2 separate regions of the Anser cygnoides genome follow, and region 1 is linked to region 2. The links are chromatin contacts, called in public Hi-C maps. All regions are on one chromosome and are shown on one strand. The core of a region is the stretch at or near the end of the contact, and the rest is flanking DNA. Distances in the headings are between cores, read along the strand shown.

Evidence for each region. A called contact is a pair of places that touch in the nucleus more often than the background predicts.
Region 1: a contact with region 2 is called in a Hi-C map of liver, with 1.7 times the contacts expected there. The contact joins the promoter of RPP30 here to the promoter of TNKS2 in region 2. A contact is called at or near these places in 2 of 7 Hi-C or Micro-C datasets (granulosa cells and liver).

What each region holds. Positions count from the first base shown.
Region 1 is chr7:17,816,701-17,820,810 of Taihu_goose_T2T_genome, forward strand. RPP30 (ribonuclease P/MRP subunit p30) reads right to left here and starts at 2,452. Exons shown (of 11, transcript XM_048069301.2): 1 at 2,299-2,452; 2 at 492-547; 3 at 130-186. The coding sequence starts at 2,380.
Region 2 is chr7:17,527,472-17,530,997 of Taihu_goose_T2T_genome, forward strand. TNKS2 (tankyrase 2) reads right to left here and starts at 2,054. Exons shown (of 27, transcript XM_048069161.2): 1 at 2,036-2,054. The coding sequence starts at 2,039.

The DNA.
Region 1 (4,110 bases), core at 1,202-3,701, 290 kb after region 2:
TTTAAGAATCAAGCAATGGACAAATTTCTCATTTTTAGTTAACATGTAATACACAGAATCTCACAGATAAACACAAGAAAAAGATTGTAACTCAATAATAATTCATAGATGGAATGTAACTAAACATACCTGTACAATAGGTAAAGATGGAAATAACTCTGACGGAGATACTGGCTTGGCAATTTCCTTAAGAGAGAATAAAATAAAGTTATTCACAATATAATGGGTTGTTTAGAACGTAAACAAAAGTTGTGTTCCAATTCTAAAAATAAGTTTACCATCCTAACAAAACTATTTCATAGGGACAGTTCATGGATCATATTAAAAGTTAACCCCACAGCAATAATACTGAATTATAACATGGAAGTTCTGTTACAAATGAAAACATGTATTTACATCTAAATGAGCATTTTAAAGACAAAGGTATTTAGGGGCATGTAGATTTAACAATAGAAAACACGCTAAGAACAAATAAACCCAACAGAAATTACCTGTTTCTTTTCTTTAAAATCGACGACATGATTAAGAGCAACTGCAGAATATCCCACTAAAAAAAAAAAACCAAACACATCATAAGACTGTTTTGTCCAGTAAACTAATGGAAACAAAGCCAAACAGAAATCTGTCAAAAACTCATTACTTATATATCTCAAAATTAATAATTATGTACATATATATACACCTTTCACGTTGATTTTTTTTTTCTCTGAAGATTAGCTCACCAAAGAAGCATCTTAAAGTACAAAAATTTATTTTAATACACCCCAGTCATGACTACACTCACTGGATGGCAGAGCTTTATGAACACAAATGATTGCTTGAGCACAGTTTGTTGGCATGGCCAGCACCGGAGCACATACAGGAGATGAACAGTTAAGTGTTACGCTGGGCTTGCAAGTGAATTGGACAGGCTAAGAGTCATTCGGAAAATACATTCTAGATGAAGCTACTGTAAGGTCAGGAAGAAACTGGTTGAAAATTAACAGCAGATATCAATGACTTCTTGCCAAGCTGGGGGTCCCAAACATTTTGCCCTAGCTTGGTCCTATTAATGACTTTCTTTAGGAAAAATGGTTAACGACATTCAGCATACTTGTTAAAACTGCAGACAACACAAAGGTATGAAAGGTAGAGTTATATTAGAAGGCAAAGTTAGAATTCAAAACAATGTTGACAAACTGACAAAAAGTTCTCATTCAACAGGGATTAGAGAAAGATTGTACATTTGACAAAGACAAATCACCCACAAACACTCTACAGGAAGCAACTGGTTGTAAAACAATTCTTCAGGAAAAAAAAAAAAAGACCTAGGGTCTTAAGAAATTACAAGCGGAAAATGAGTCCCCAAGTTGGGAAAAAAAATATATACAATGGGATAGACAGGCTGAGATACAGACTGCAAGACACAGCACCATTTTTCCATGGTGCTCAGCACTGAGAAGACCTCAGTCTCGGTCACTTCACTTGCAGAAAACTGCAGGTCAAGCAGAGTAGGGGGAGGAGCAACGACAATGAATGAAATATGAAAATGCAGACCTGTGAGGAAACTCTGAATGGAGGTTTAGGCCAAAAGAAAGGGAAACTAAGGACAGAGATTCCTGCTGCACTTACACAAACCTTCTTGCAGCTTATATTCTGCTGCTCTCCCGGCCAGGACCAGCCCCCCTTAGGGCAGACCCACAGGCTGTGCACCAGGAGGCCAAGCCATGCTGGGGCACGGATGCCTCAGGCAGCTTTTCTCCTGCTCCATCACAGGGCTGACCTAGGAACTGCCAGGTGTGAGGCACGGGAAGCACGGCTGCGGACACAGGCTAGCAGAAGGAGGAAGACTGCAGTTTTCAACAGCAGCAGACTGGAAGATACATTGTGCACAGAAACATACTCACATTTGAACAAATACAAAGATGACATAAAGGGAAAGGCTGCCTTTAAGGGGCCAAGACACGAAGAAACTATAAAAACCATGCTGAGCAAGACCAGTAGCTCTGGAACAAGCTGCCTACAGAGGCTGTGGAGCAACTGGGGGCCCTAAAATCCTTGCAGGACAGTGACGCATCAGGCACAGCAGGCACTGCCCGGCCTCCCAAGCGCAGGGAAAGCCCTGTGCAGGGTGCCTTCGGCTCCCCTCCAGCCCAGCTCTGCCAGGATTCACACTTCTGCTGCTAACACCAACCCAGCACAGCAGGGAGAGGCCGGCATCCTCCACCCCCGGCCGGCCCGAACCGCCGCACTGCCCCAGCCCCTCCAGCCCGGCTCGGCCCGGCGCAGGGCCGGCCGCTGCCCCGCTCCCGGACTCACGGCGAGCCGCAGCCTCCAGCAGGCTCTGCAGCCCCTTCTTGTCCGGGCCCTGCGGCACGTTCAGGTCGGCGAACCCGGCCATGCTGCGCGCAGCACCGCCCCGCCCGGCCCGGGGCACCCTGGGGCTTGTAGTCCCGCCCTGGTGGCCGGGCGGGGAGCTGTGGAGGAGGCCCCGTGGCGGGCGGGGCAGGCCCCAGCCCCACAGACAGGGCTGAGGAGGGGACGAGGCATGGCCCCGTGGCCCCTGTGCAACGTGCCGGGGGCTGGGAGCAGGAGCAGCCGAGCTCGCTCGGGCCCAGCGCCCTCAGGGGCCGGTGTCGTGCCCACCAGGTGGAGCCGCGGTCCTGCTCGACTGAAGCATCACCGACCCAAATTCATGGGGCCTCAGCCGACCACTGCTTATTTGTATAAGAGTCCTTTCTAGTTATTTCAAGGCCTTTTTTTCCCATGTTAAAAAATTGTGAAATAAAGACCCAGGCTGCCATGCAAGAGATATTCCCCAAAATGCCAAAGCACTCAGGAATTACAATAGACCACAGAACGTGCACACATCGACTACGTAGCGCTGTTGCAAAACCCACAAATCTCATTTTGCTGCTGATAATCAACACAGCGTATGCGAAATAGGGGTGGTAACTACCACTGTTTTGGTTTGTTTGTGTTGGGGACTTACAACAGCAGCTGCTGAAGACAGTGTCTGCAATTTGTTCCCAGTTTTGAGGTAGTATTGCAGGCCCTTGCAAATCTTTTGCTTCCTCTTTCTTCAGACTGGGATAATTCATGAAGAAAAGTCTGTGGGGTATCTGGAACTCTGAACACTTAACCAGGCAAAACTGCTCCTCACCGGGGCCAAGGTGGCAGTGCTGACTGCTCCTGGGTATGTTGCCACGCCTTGGTAGAGCTTGGACCCATTATGCCTTGAGATTTGTGACTCGTTTGTGCCAAAGAGATCATCATAGAATCATTAAGGTTGGAAAAGACCTCCAAGATCATCTGGTCCAACCATCACCCTACCACCAATGTCACACACTAAACCATGTCCCTAAGCAACAGGTCCAACCTTTCCTTGAACACCCCCAGGGACGCTGATGCCACCACTTCCCTGGGCAACCCGTTCCAATGGCTGACTAATCTTTCTGAGAAGAAATGTCTCCTAATTTCCAACCTAAACCTCCCCTGGCTCAGCTTGAGGCCATTCCCTCTAGTCCTATCACTAGTCCTGTCACTGCGAGAAGAGATTGACTCCCAGCTCCCCACAGCTTCCTTTCAGGTAGCTGTAGAGAGCAATAAGGTTTCCCCTGAGCCTTCTCTTCTCCAGACTAAATGACCCCAGTTCCCTCAGCCACTCCTCACAGGACTTGTGCTCCAGGCCCTTCACCAGCTTTGTAGCTCTTCTCTGGGCAAGTTCCAGGGCCTCAATATCCTTTTTGTAGTGAGGGGCCCACAGCTGAACACAGTACTTGAGGAGCAGCCTCACCAGAGCAGAATACAGGGTGACGATCACCTCCCTGGTCCTGCTGGCTACACTATTCCTGATACAAGCCAGGATGCCATTGGCCTTCTTGGCCACCTGGGCACACTGCTGGCTCGTGTTCAGGCGAGCATCAATCAGCACCCCCAGATCGTTTTCCTCTGCACAGCTTTCGATCCACTCTCCCCCAAGCCTGTAGCGCTGCACGGGGTTATTGTGGCCAAACTACAGGACCCGGCACTTTGCCATGTTGAACATCATCCCATTGGCCTCTGCCCATTGATCCAACCTGTCCAGGTCCCTCTGCAGAGCCTTCCTATCCTCTGGCAGATCAACACTTC
Region 2 (3,526 bases), core at 804-3,303:
AGCCCGCCTTAGGGTCCTGCGCCTCACGCTGCACTGCAACCAGGAGGAACAACACGAAAACAACCGCCACAATCAAGCCTTTGTCTGAAAAGGTGGTAGACAATCTTCTGGCCAGCGACCAGCAGAAGCAGTTGCCCTGTGATGTCAGTTATTTGCCTTTTAAGTGCTGAATTAACAAAGCCTGTTTGTTACCGATAAGGACGCGAAAACTTAGAAACCCAGTTCTCCGACAGCCACCCTCCGTGGGCGAAACGCTAAAAATAAACACGGGCTGCTGAAGCCGACGGAGGCGGCCCGGGGGCCGCGATCACCTGCCCGTGCTGTCAGCCCACACCGCGGCCACCCAGCACCGAGCCCCAGGCAGGCGGGGCGGCCCCCGGCCGGTACCTGCGGCGAAGTGCAGCGGGCTGGACTTCCTGCCCGCCGTGTCCCGGCTGTTGACGTTCTCGGGCCGCACCAGCCGCTTGACCCGCTCCACGTCCCCGTTCCTGCAGGCCTCGAACAGCTCCCGGGCCGGCTCCGTCGCCGCTCCGCAGCCCGGAGCTTCAGCCAAGGCGGCCGCGCCGCCCGCGCACCGCCGCCCCGCCATGCCGGGCCGGGCCCAGCAGCCCGCGGCGCCCCGCTCACAGCCCGCGGCCCTCGGCGGCGGCCCTCGGCGCGGGGCGCGGGGCGGGGCGCGGGGCCCGGCGCATGGCGGTGGAGGGGTCCGGACGCAGCGGACGCAGCGGCAGCAGTAGTGGCAGCAGTAACAGCAGCAGTAACAGCAGTAGTGGCAGCAGTAACAGCAGCAGTGGCAGTAGCAGCAGCACCGCCGCCCTCGGCCTCGCTGCAGCAGGAAGGGGCGGGCACCCGGCGCAGAGCGCACGCGCCTAGCCAGGGGCTGGGCATGCGCAGAGGGCGGCGCAGCGCTACCGGGGGGCGTCGTGTGAGGGCTGGGGGAGGGCGCAGGCCCCGGCTCGGCCCCTGGGGCTGCCACTGCGCTCTCAGAGCGGGCCGTGGCTGAGGGGGCTGCCGCTGTCCCAGCGACGTCTTCTGCACAGAACTCCTCCTGCCTCCTTACTGGCTCTTGTCCCGTCCTTGGGGTCCATTATTGTGTAACGCCATTCCAAACTGGATTCCTGTTCATGTGAAACAGTTTTTCTCTACACTTCTGTCAAAGCTGGGGAGGAACTATGACAGAGAAAACATATCTCCTTCCCGAAACAGTTCTTGTCTATAATTCTGTCAAAGTTGGGGAGGAACTACGACAAAACAAACCTCCCTTCTTTTTAAGAGACGATTTGGGGCTCAAAAAAGCAAATGTAGAGCGAGTGATCTGTACCACAAGAGAATAAATATTCCCTTGCTGCTTACAGTAATCACATGTAGATCAAGATGTGGTAATGAAGACCTTTTTCTTCACAACAAAAACTGCATTCTCATACAAAGAACTTCATGGTGCCATCAAAGAAAATCCTTACATATTTATATAGCAAAATACATTTCTGAAAAGGAAGTGCTTGAATAATTATAAAATGGAAATAATACAACATAAGTTAAAAGAGATTGGGATATACTGTTAGCTGACTTTGCCAATTCATGGTTTTGGAGAAAAATGGAACATCTTTCTCCATCCCATAAGGGTCACAAGCTAACTAGAAAGGGATTAACTTGGTAATATTTTAAATGTATTTTTCTACTCATGCTATAATATGTAAATAAAAACACTTTGGAAAAGGTAGTTGATGAAGGTCATGAGTGCCCTGTTGCAGAGACAGAAAAGCACTGCATCATCTTTCCTCTTCAAAACGTGGGGTTTCGGAGAGGTGGTGTCAGTGGGGATGCCAGTTGACCCCAGGCACCTCCTGGTGTGGTGCAGGTGGGAAATGAGAGTTACCGTGTCCTCCCTGTGAGCCCCAGTCTTCTGGTAAGGGCATGTGCCAAAGCACCTCAGAGAGGCCTGACGTATTTATTTATTACATCTGGCAAAAAAGCAGGCAGTCTATAAGCGGAAAAGAAATCACAAGACACTCCTAAGAAATGCTTCTCACTTTACCCATGTAAAGAGTGTCATCTCCGTGATGTTAGAAGTGCAGAAAAACAGGATCTGTAGAGAGAAAATATATTTTATTAGTCTTATTAGCGTAGCTGGAAAAAAAAAAAAAAAAAAAGACAAGCTTTTGAATTCTTACCCCTTCTTCATGCCGATGGCAGAAATAGCAAATGCATTATCTTGAAATTGTCTGTTTCTGTTTCAAAGCAGAAGGGGTTGTGTGTCTGCGGAAGTGTAAATGTCTGTGTCCATACAAACACTTCTTGCTGCCCAGGCCCTCTAAAGAAGAACTAGAACTTATTTTCACTAGTTCAATATGAACTCTAGCTATGTTTCTTTCTTTGGCAAAAGCTATTATGAAATGCTAATGGAGATAAATGAGAGTTCAAAGAAGACCTTGACTATAAAATATAAGCTATTTTGGATCTAAAATAAAGAACTTCTTTCTACATTGTTAAGCTAGAAAAATGCTATTTTTTCTAAATCACCTGTGGCCTAACTTCGTTTCCCAGTATGGCTTCCTGACAACTGGAGTGTAAAACTATGGCAGGTCTCTGTGAATGGAAAATTATTTTAAAACATACTCCAAGAGCAGGATTCAATTAGCCTTGAGTTCAGCGAGCCAAAGACTTACCAACTTTCAGGATTGACGGACGAATCCTGAATCCGTCACCCTGACTTTTCAGATTCACATTACGTAAAATCTTTTGTTTTGTTTTATTTCTTTTATGAGATAATAATCTGTAAAATTCAGCAGTGTCTTTTGGTCTTCTGTTGGGCTTTTTCTAGAGAAAGCAGGGGCTGTGACCCTACTGTTACCAGCACCACCCAAGAGGCTCGCCATTAGCACCTCACAGACCCGTGACTGCCATTTTGGGGCTGTAATTTGTGAGGTACCAGTAGCTTTACCTCTGCCTCACATTTATTTCAGTGGCATGGCCTGCTCTAATAGAGACATTAGAGTATTTTTGCGGGTCCTTGAGCAATTTATTTAGAAGCATGCTTGGTTGGTCGCCAGAGGGCAAGAAAGAAAAGGGGAGGTTGGGTACACGCGGCCTGGTTAGGCCTCCTCGTAGGCCCAGGGCTGGCCCGGCCCTCACCTCCCAGCCCTTGGCTCCGCGAGGACTTCTCAGCGCTTCCTAACCATTTCCTTAGCGGTTTGCCTTTCTTTGGGATGCAAAGTAAAATTAGTAGGACACTTCAAGTGGTCAGACATTTAACTTATTGCCGAAGAATTCCAAAATCTACTCCTTTTGAAGTATTTCTGGGTGAGACTTGGCAAAACAACCAAACCAAAACCCAAATTCAACAGTCATTAATGCTGTACATCAGGAAATTATAAAACACGCCTATAAAGAAATAAAGAAAATAGATAATTTTGAAGAGAAGTGGCCTGCTGTTTACTTACTATATTTTTAAAACTATGAACAGAGACTTTGTCAGGGCAAACTAGTTTTTAAAAATAGAGTGATCAACTTAACAATAAGAGCATAC